3 separate regions of the Mus musculus genome follow, and all the other regions are linked to region 1. Evidence: chromatin contacts called from public HiChIP or PLAC-seq and promoter capture Hi-C data. All regions are on one chromosome and are shown on one strand. The core of a region is the stretch at or near the end of the contact, and the rest is flanking DNA. Distances in the headings are between cores, read along the strand shown. Region 1 holds the start of Pnisr (PNN interacting serine/arginine-rich). Region 2 overlaps Klhl32 (kelch-like 32). Region 3 overlaps Mms22l (MMS22-like, DNA repair protein).

What was found. Promoter capture Hi-C pulls out the DNA fragments that hold promoters and counts their contacts. HiChIP or PLAC-seq counts read pairs in DNA pulled down with a chosen protein or histone mark.
Region 2: a contact with region 1 is called in an H3K4me3 HiChIP or PLAC-seq map of embryonic forebrain, with 15 times the contacts expected there. The contact joins the enhancer-like site here to the promoter of Pnisr in region 1. A contact is called at or near these places in 5 of 39 promoter capture datasets (the 3T3-L1 cell line, cranial neural crest, hippocampal neurons and 2 more) and 3 of 115 datasets of contacts at active chromatin or transcription factors (astrocytes, embryonic forebrain and large pre-B cells).
Region 3: a contact with region 1 is called in a promoter capture Hi-C map of embryonic stem cells, with 5 times the contacts expected there. The contact joins the enhancer-like site here to the promoter of Pnisr in region 1. A contact is called at or near these places in 8 of 39 promoter capture datasets (the 3T3-L1 cell line, the C10 cell line, cranial neural crest and 5 more), 6 of 115 datasets of contacts at active chromatin or transcription factors (acute myeloid leukemia, astrocytes, differentiating embryonic stem cells and 2 more) and 1 of 9 other capture datasets (adipose tissue).

What each region holds. Positions count from the first base shown.
Region 1 is chr4:21,846,714-21,849,350 of GRCm38.p6, reverse strand. It overlaps Pnisr (PNN interacting serine/arginine-rich), which reads right to left and starts at 1,303. Exons shown (of 11, transcript NM_001369189.1): 1 at 1,212-1,303. 4930528A17Rik (RIKEN cDNA 4930528A17 gene) reads left to right here and starts at 903. Exons shown (of 1, transcript NR_028384.1): 1 at 903-2,637.
Region 2 is chr4:24,630,105-24,632,741 of GRCm38.p6, reverse strand. Klhl32 (kelch-like 32) reads left to right here. Exons shown (of 11, transcript NM_001163020.2): 8 at 41-99. Among named protein-coding and RNA genes, the nearest start is that of Gm31436, 37 kb to the left of the region's middle. Within about 2 kb of position 1,296, at least 16 of the 459 cell types and tissues checked have an H3K27ac peak or open chromatin away from gene starts, as enhancers often do. A contact at or near this core is called in embryonic forebrain, where this site is marked.
Region 3 is chr4:24,594,923-24,597,559 of GRCm38.p6, reverse strand. It overlaps Mms22l (MMS22-like, DNA repair protein), which reads right to left. Exons shown (of 24, transcript NM_199467.3): 21 at 1,259-1,422. Among named protein-coding and RNA genes, the nearest start is that of Gm31436, 72 kb to the left of the region's middle. Within about 2 kb of position 1,344, at least 4 of the 459 cell types and tissues checked have an H3K27ac peak or open chromatin away from gene starts, as enhancers often do. A contact at or near this core is called in embryonic stem cells, where this site is marked.

The DNA.
Region 1 (2,637 bases), core at 54-2,553:
TTGCAGAGGACCTGCCTCCAGTTGCCAGCACCTCATGGCAACTCACAACCATCTGTAACTTCAGTTCCAGGGGATCTCCACAGAAAAATACTATCTTTTTTTAAAAATGATTTTTTTCTTTAACTAAGGAAATAGGAGCATGCCCTCAATTAATAATGTAACAACATTGTTCCATTAATAGTAAAAAAAAACAAAAAAACGTGTCATGGAAGTATATGTTACTGAGAAAATAAAACACGTGGTTATACACTAGCTGTTTAATTTTTCTATAATTAAATTAAGTTCTAGGGCTTGATGTGGTAGTGAATACATTTAATTCCAGCATTCATGAGCGAAGGCAGGAGTTCCAGGCCAGCCAGGATCATATAATGAGGCTCAAAAAAGTCCTTAAATATAAAGCTTACTTATGTTTTAAATTGTGTGTCTTAAGAATATCCGAGAACTCATTACGTCTCCCCTGATGCTTTAGAAAACCACCCCACAAATAAAGTCTTTACTGTTCTGGTTTGGTTTTAGCTGGATGTACTCAAAAAAAAAAAAAAATCCAAGATTGTTTTTGTTTTATCTAGGGTTAGGAAGAGAAAAGGTAAATGAAGTATTAAAGACTGCTAATTTAATCAAGCACAGTCAAAATTTGCTCAGTGCCCAGTTTTGTTAAGATGACACTATTATCCACAAAACTACGAAACAACTGAAATATAGGATACTACTTGTTTCCTCAGTGATGCTTAACACATAATACCCATCACTGGGTAAAAACACCAAAACTAAGCAACTAAATGATACTTGTCTAGGACGCAGCAGAAAGCGGTTGCGCCTGCGTAGTGCGAGTCGCAGAGTCGAAGTTCCAGATCCCGGCCCCCGCCGCCTCCGCCCCTCCACACTCCCTGCCCCTCAAGGGTTCCCACTGCGCACGCGCACTGCTTAACGGCCGCTCAGGCGCCCAACAATTAGTCCCTTGCCTTCTCAAAGGAAACTCTTAGTTCGAAGAATGGGTCGTGAGCCCTCTCCTTAGCCAAAGGCGGTTCCCTTCGGGCGACAGCGGCTCTCTCGCTCACTCTCTCGGGCGGACGCCGGAGCTTCTCCGGAATGAGGTTCTGGCGGTGGCGCCAAGCAGCGTACGCAGCCTGAGTCCCGCTCCGTTCGCCACACTGACCCAGAGGACTTTAGTCCTCCGGCAGGTCCCCCGGGGTAAACTGCTCGTCGCTTACCCGCTCCGGTTCCGGAATACCGCTGTCGCCACCGTTCCTGTAATTCTCTCCAACCTTTCGATGCTTCTACTTCTTCATGAACAAGACAAGATGGCGCCCGGTGGTTCTCACCCGGAAGTGAATGATAATAACATCCGCTTTTCGGCTGAAGTCACACTGATTCTCAGCCAGGCTTACGACCATGTGATCTTACCGACGGGACGAGTCCGCGCCATTTTTGTTGAGGGCAAACCCAACCCACCTCGAGTTGGACCCTCTTGTGTGTGAAGCCCGTGTCATACCCGACACATTTTCATTTGTACAGCCAGCACAAAGCCGAGCCTAACGTTCCGGTACAATGGACGGAATTTAGTAAACTTTAGGCAGGAGACCCTCGAAGAGCAAATGCGTTCTAAGAATCAGTTCCGCTTTGGGAAGGATGCTGAATCGCTTTGCCTCTTTCAGACTACGGAGAGGACCGCAAGTCAAACCCTGCCAACTTGGAACTCACTGTGCCAGGCCTGAGTCGCAGAGCCTGAGTTCTGGAAGCAGGGTGTTTGCTAGGTCTCCTTGTTCACCTCCTAGCATCGCGCCCCCTGGTGGGAACATTTACTCAGTTCAACTTCGCTCAGCTACTCTTTAAGGAAAAGTAACTGAGAAGCAGAGTTTCCACTGGTCCTTCCTTACCTAAACTCCAAGATGGCCTCCCGAAAGGAGGTAAAAGGTGTTTAGCGTGAACAATGTTCATATATCTAAAATGTCAACTTTCCAGACTAGGAGTTTAATTACAAAAGGAAACAAAAATTCTAAGAAACACAGCATTCTTAACCTAAATATTGGAAAATGACTTTCTTGAAATGTCAGTGTAACTAAAAAGAGTTATGAAGGAGAATTCCAGGAAAAAGTCTGTGTCTGCAAAGATTGATTGGAGCTTCAGTGATGTGGAGAGGTTGGAATTTTACAAGTCCAGAGGCTAATTACCCAATCTGGCCCTAGCTTTACCCACGAATTGCCAGTCTTTGCCAACCTCCCCATATTAGAGCTAAATCCTGTGACTAATAGATTAAAAACCTTTTAGAACTTTTAAAAAAATGATTTATTTATTTTTATTTTATGTGTATTGGTGTTTTGCCTGCGTGCATGTCTGTGTGAGGGTGTCAAATCACTTGTTGCTGGACTACAGATAGTTGTAAGCTGCCATGTGGGTACTAGGAATTGAACTCTGGTACCAGCGCTATTAACCACTGCCCCAGCCTTTGGAACTTTTTAACTTAGCTGACTCCCAGTTTCCACCAACCCAAGAGCTAAGAATGTTATCAGATAGCATCTGCAGCGATGTAAAAAGTGTCCCCATCTTGCTGTAGCTTCTGTGATGTACACACCAATGTATCTTAAGCCTGCCTTGGTTTATGACTGTCTGTTCTTTAAAAACTATAAAATGTCATGA
Region 2 (2,637 bases), core at 47-2,546, 2.8 Mb before region 1:
TTGTTCGTGGAAAGCTCTAAAATGTGCTCCTCTGTTACAGGTGGGGTGACAAACACCGCACAGTATCAGAACAGACTGATGGTATATGAACCTAACCAGGTAAGGCGTTCCTAAGAATTCATTACCGTAATTAAAATGCGTTTTAAAGATCTCCACAGGAACTGTTCATCAGAGTGCCACTGTATGCACCTTCAGCTACCTGGGGGAAAGAAAGCATTTTGCGGGGAAAGCCTTCAGTTCCTCATTGGTATTGCACAGCTTCGGCCCCTCTAGTTTCATGCTACATGTAATGCCACAGAGCTTTGCATATGGTAGAGAGGATTTTGATTGTAGCGATGTCCTTCTGTAAGGGATGCCATTTGGGGTGGGAGACATCCCTATGACCTTGTTAGTCTCAAATCAAATAATGCCATTTGACTTAATACAGCCAATGGTGTCCTATGTCTAGGACAAACACAAATGGTATGTGTATGAAAGTCTGGGAATGGTGTGCCTCTAACAGCTGGGTCCTTTCTGTGTCCTTTTGATGAAGATTTAATTTCCCTTTTCCCCTCGAAGAAGAAATGCTTTTATTTTCTTTTCCTTCTGTCCAAATATCTACAAACAATGCAAATGTCTGCTGTATGTTGTCACCCTTTCCATGACTTGGATTGTGACAGTATTCCACCATGGCGTGACCTGTTTGATTGTGACAGTATTCCACCATGGCGTGACCTGCAGGTTTACTGTCCATTAGTGCAATATTAGGATTTGAAACAACAGGTTGCCTTTGGCAGGTTGCATCTGGGCTGGGTACCACAAGTATGTGCACAGTGTTTCCAGTGTTTCTGCTGTGTGTGTGTGTGTGTGTGTGTGTGTGTGTGTGTGTGTGTGTGTTTTAACAATGACTTAACTGAGGAAGGCATTTCTCCTTTTATAAGTGTGTCTCCTGATATTATTAGGAGCCATAGATTGCAGAGATTGGATGTTCATGGGTCAGCTGTCTCATGAGAGATCACTAATTGCAGAAGCCTGAGTTCGGTGCACACATGGTTAAGGAGGAAGACTGCATTAACACTGGTGAAATGAGTTCTGTTTCATGTTTGTACACACATGCTCTTTTTAAAGAATTCTGCTGGCATATTGTTTACGGTGGATACTGGCAAACATCACATCTGCTTGCATCTTGCTCAGAATCTCAATAACTCTATCATTCAGCCCTGATGCTTATTTCTCTTCTAGGCCTTTGTGGAGAGTCGATAATGCCTGCCATCTGCCACAGAGCACATCGCTACCTGCCAACAGGCAGGCTGGGGTGACCTCTGCTTCCCCACTGCTGATTAGTATTCACACGCTAGCTTATTAGGAATGACCCCACCAGGCCTCTCGCCTTCTTTGCCTTTGCAGCGGGTGGCGGCTCACCTGGCAGGCACTGCAGTGAAGGAAGCTAAAGATATAATCAGGGGATGTAGGCAGGCTTTGCAAACCAGATGGCATCTACAGTCTTGTGGCAGGAGACTGGACTGCTAATGCAAACACTGACTCCTAAGACTGTTATAGGTTAGTGCAACCAAGATAAGCATCGTCACTCAAGCATAATGCATTAAAGATATTTCTGAGCAAAATGTTTGAAATCTAGCTTTGACTATTTATTAAAGACTGTATTTTATTGAGGAAATTCTATGTTCAGAGGAACCAGACAGTAGAAGCCTCTCAAACTAACAACTTCTTTTTGTCTGCAGTTTACTCTGAGAAATTAGAAATGAGCTAAAAATATATGCCTATAGCAAATAAATGCCACAGTATGTGTGCCTATAGTGAATAAGGGACACACTATATGTGCCAATAGAGAATAAATGGCACACGTCTATAGTGTAAAAGTGCTTAAGTGTTTGTGCCTAGAGAGAATAAATGCCACACTATGTGTGTCCATAGTAAATAAATGCCACACTGTGTGGTTATAGTGAATAAATGCCATAGTATGTGTGGCTATAGTGAATAAATGCCACATTACATGTGCCCACAGGGAATAAATGTCACACTCTATATCCCTATCGTGATAAGCTCCTGTACTCCTGTACTCATTGTATGCCAATGTTTATACAAGCATGTCTGTGCTCATAGCCTGCTTTTTCTTTGCAGCTTTGTGAACTGGTGAAATTCTATGCATACAAAACATCGTATGATTTTTCTGGTTCAAGTCCAATTTTGTCTTGGCAAAAAGCAAATGAGGTTCTCCCTATATGCTGAGTGTTTATGAGAAAGGAAGTGGTTAAGTTTACTTACTGATCTATTGCTTGGTTTACTTGTCTGTCAATTAGTGAGTTGGGATTTAAATTTCAAGCCATGGTTGACTTTCATATAATTTTAAAAGTTGCATGGCATTTTAAATTGGAATCTTATGTTAAAAGGGGCTGATCATAGCTTTCTTATTATTAAGGATGATCTAGAGTCAAATATTAAATATTTCTCCATTCTTTGGCATTATCATATAAAGCTTGGCCTTCTACCAATATAAATAAATATGTCTAACCTAATTGCCTTATTTGGCAAAAGGCATAATTGTAAATATGTTAAGATATGAGAGGATTCAGATGCAGAGGAATCAGTAAGTTTGTTACTGAGCCAAGTTTTAGCTTGTCCTCTGACCTCAGGTCA
Region 3 (2,637 bases), core at 95-2,594, 2.7 Mb before region 1:
TCTTAGTATTGTCAGAGCTGTGCAAGGATTGCCAGAGTCATGTTTGTACCACGTTTGTTATCTCAGCAAGAAAGCCTACACTCTAGTTATCATCTGCTTCCCCTAGGTAAGGGAGCTTATCTACTTCTGTCTCAGAGACATGTTTTCTGAGAGCTGGTGGAATCCAATATAGATAATGCTATTCAAATGGCATATAATTTAAAACTTATGAATCATTCCTTCCAGAATTTTCCAGTTAGTATTAACAGTTGACCTATGGTGGATAACATGTAGTAGGTGAAACCACAGGAAATCAAACCATAACTGTACGACTGCAGTGCTGTTTGCTCTGAGGAAGCAAACCTTGAATGAAGAAGTGCAAGGCTTTCGATGCACTTCAACATGTTGAAGTTTAACAAGGACAGTGTTTCTAAGAGCCACCAGAGGGCACGTCCTCCTACCAAGTGATAGCACCATACGGAAGTGTAATAGACACTCTTTTCCTGAATCAGACTAAGAACAGACAGGAATACTACAAACACTGAAATGAATATATATTTAAAAAAATGTTAACCTTTTTGAGAAAAGACTTTCCACCACCACTTTGGGGATTGCTCTCAGATCCCCAGCCTACCTTGTAAACTCATCTTAGCGAGTTACAACACACACACACACACACACACACACACACACACACACCCTCTTCACAAACACAATGGCCTAACTGCTTATCAGGACAGAGCTAGGATTCCTGTTCTGCATTCTCAGCGAGCTTATTAAAAGCATGTGGGGGGGGGGGGGGGCGGCAGGATTCACAGTTTAGAGTGATCATGCAAATTAAGGCTGATGACACCAAGAGGACATGGACTGGAATCAAGGGTACTTGCCAGGTTTGTCCCAAACAGCTAGCAGACAACTAAAGAGAAGAGACAGACCTCTCGCCACCTGATATTTGACAAGTCCCATGTGGCATCACAGGAAGCCTGCAGATTTTTTTTTTGAGGACATAAAAAGCCTAATCAAAGGAAATACCCCATAAAGTACTTGCCTCAAGGGGTTAAAACAAAACTCTAAATAAACTAGGCTGAATGTATCCGAATTTGATTCTTTTTCCCCACCTCAGCCCAGCCACTATCAATATTTGATTCGTTAGCCATGATTCATACTAAGAGATAGAAAATAACCCTGTACCTCTAATATCAATTTAACCCATGAGAAAATTAGCCGCTTAGCCTGGACACAGAAAAAGCTAACAAAAATCAAGACTGATGAAACCAACCTTGGGGTTCATTTACCAACACCAAACATTTCAGGATGCCAGGAAGGAGCAGCTCAAGGTCACAGGCACCCATTTCGGTGTCCTTGAAGAGCTGAAGGACGAAGGCCAATACGGATGCTAATCGAGGAGGGGGTGAGGACCCTTTGAACTCAAGGTAGGATTTCCTGAAAAGAAGCAACTTTAGTTGAGTTTTCTTCTATTTAAAGCTCTACTGAGCAGAATCAAATGCCATGTATGTTAAAGATAACTGTCAAAATGATTTCCTTAAGTAAAGTATATTTTTAAAAAACAATGTAGGTAGTCTGTCATGTTAACTTTAAAGACCATTTTGGTGTGTTGTGTGCTCTGAAAGGTAGTAGGGATATAAAGAAACTTAAAGCAACTTAGCTGTAGACTGAATTTACCTAACCTAATTGCTAACTTGTTTTCTCCTCTTCCCACGGATGTCTCATATCCCTTCTCAGTTTTGCCACGAATCAACATTTCCTCTAATGTCAAATTTGCATAAATAAATCTCCCCTCACATTTATTTATTTAGAATTTAGTAGGGGGTCTTATGTTTCTAAATAAATAAAAGGACTATACTAGGAATTAGCTTCCAGTTCTAGCTTTACCTTTCTTTCTTCCAGTAGGAATTTAGAGAACTAACTTTAGATTGAATATCATCTCTCAGGGTACAATAAATTGGAACATTAAAATTCAAGAGAGGTTGTAAGACTAACAACCTCCTTTACTCAGCTTCCCACTTAACTGCTTAGAACTAGTTCTGGTCACTGTTCAGAAAATGAGTAAGTGTGACAAGTGTTGAGTTTCTTTTGAAAAAAAATCTAGACATTATCAGAGTTGGTCAAATATTATTTAACCCTCACCCCACTATATTTTTAATTGTGCTGATGAACTTACAAAGTAGGCAAGCTTCCTAACACTGAGGTACATTCCCAAACCCAAATACTACCTGGTTCCAACTACATATATATACACACATATTTGTTTGAAAACTAACAGTACATAAGGAGACACAGTGAACACTAGAGCTTAAAATTCATTCAAGGAACTACACTTCAGAATCACTCTTGTTCCACCTACACAGTGACTCTCAATCCCAGATTGAGATTTTACAGTCCTAGATACATCAACTCTCTGAAGTAGTATTCATTTTGTTCTGTGCACTGCTGAATTACTAATGCCCCAAATAAACCTTTATTTGGCACATACTAGACACCACAAGCAAATTAAAAATAAGCATATACAATTATGTAAAAAAGAACAAACCACAGACTCATTATCTAGTGAAGAAGTTAGATATGATTACACCCCAAAAAGGGAACAATATTAATCCATGTGAGTAGTGCTTTTTGACAAACATAAGGACAGAAGCA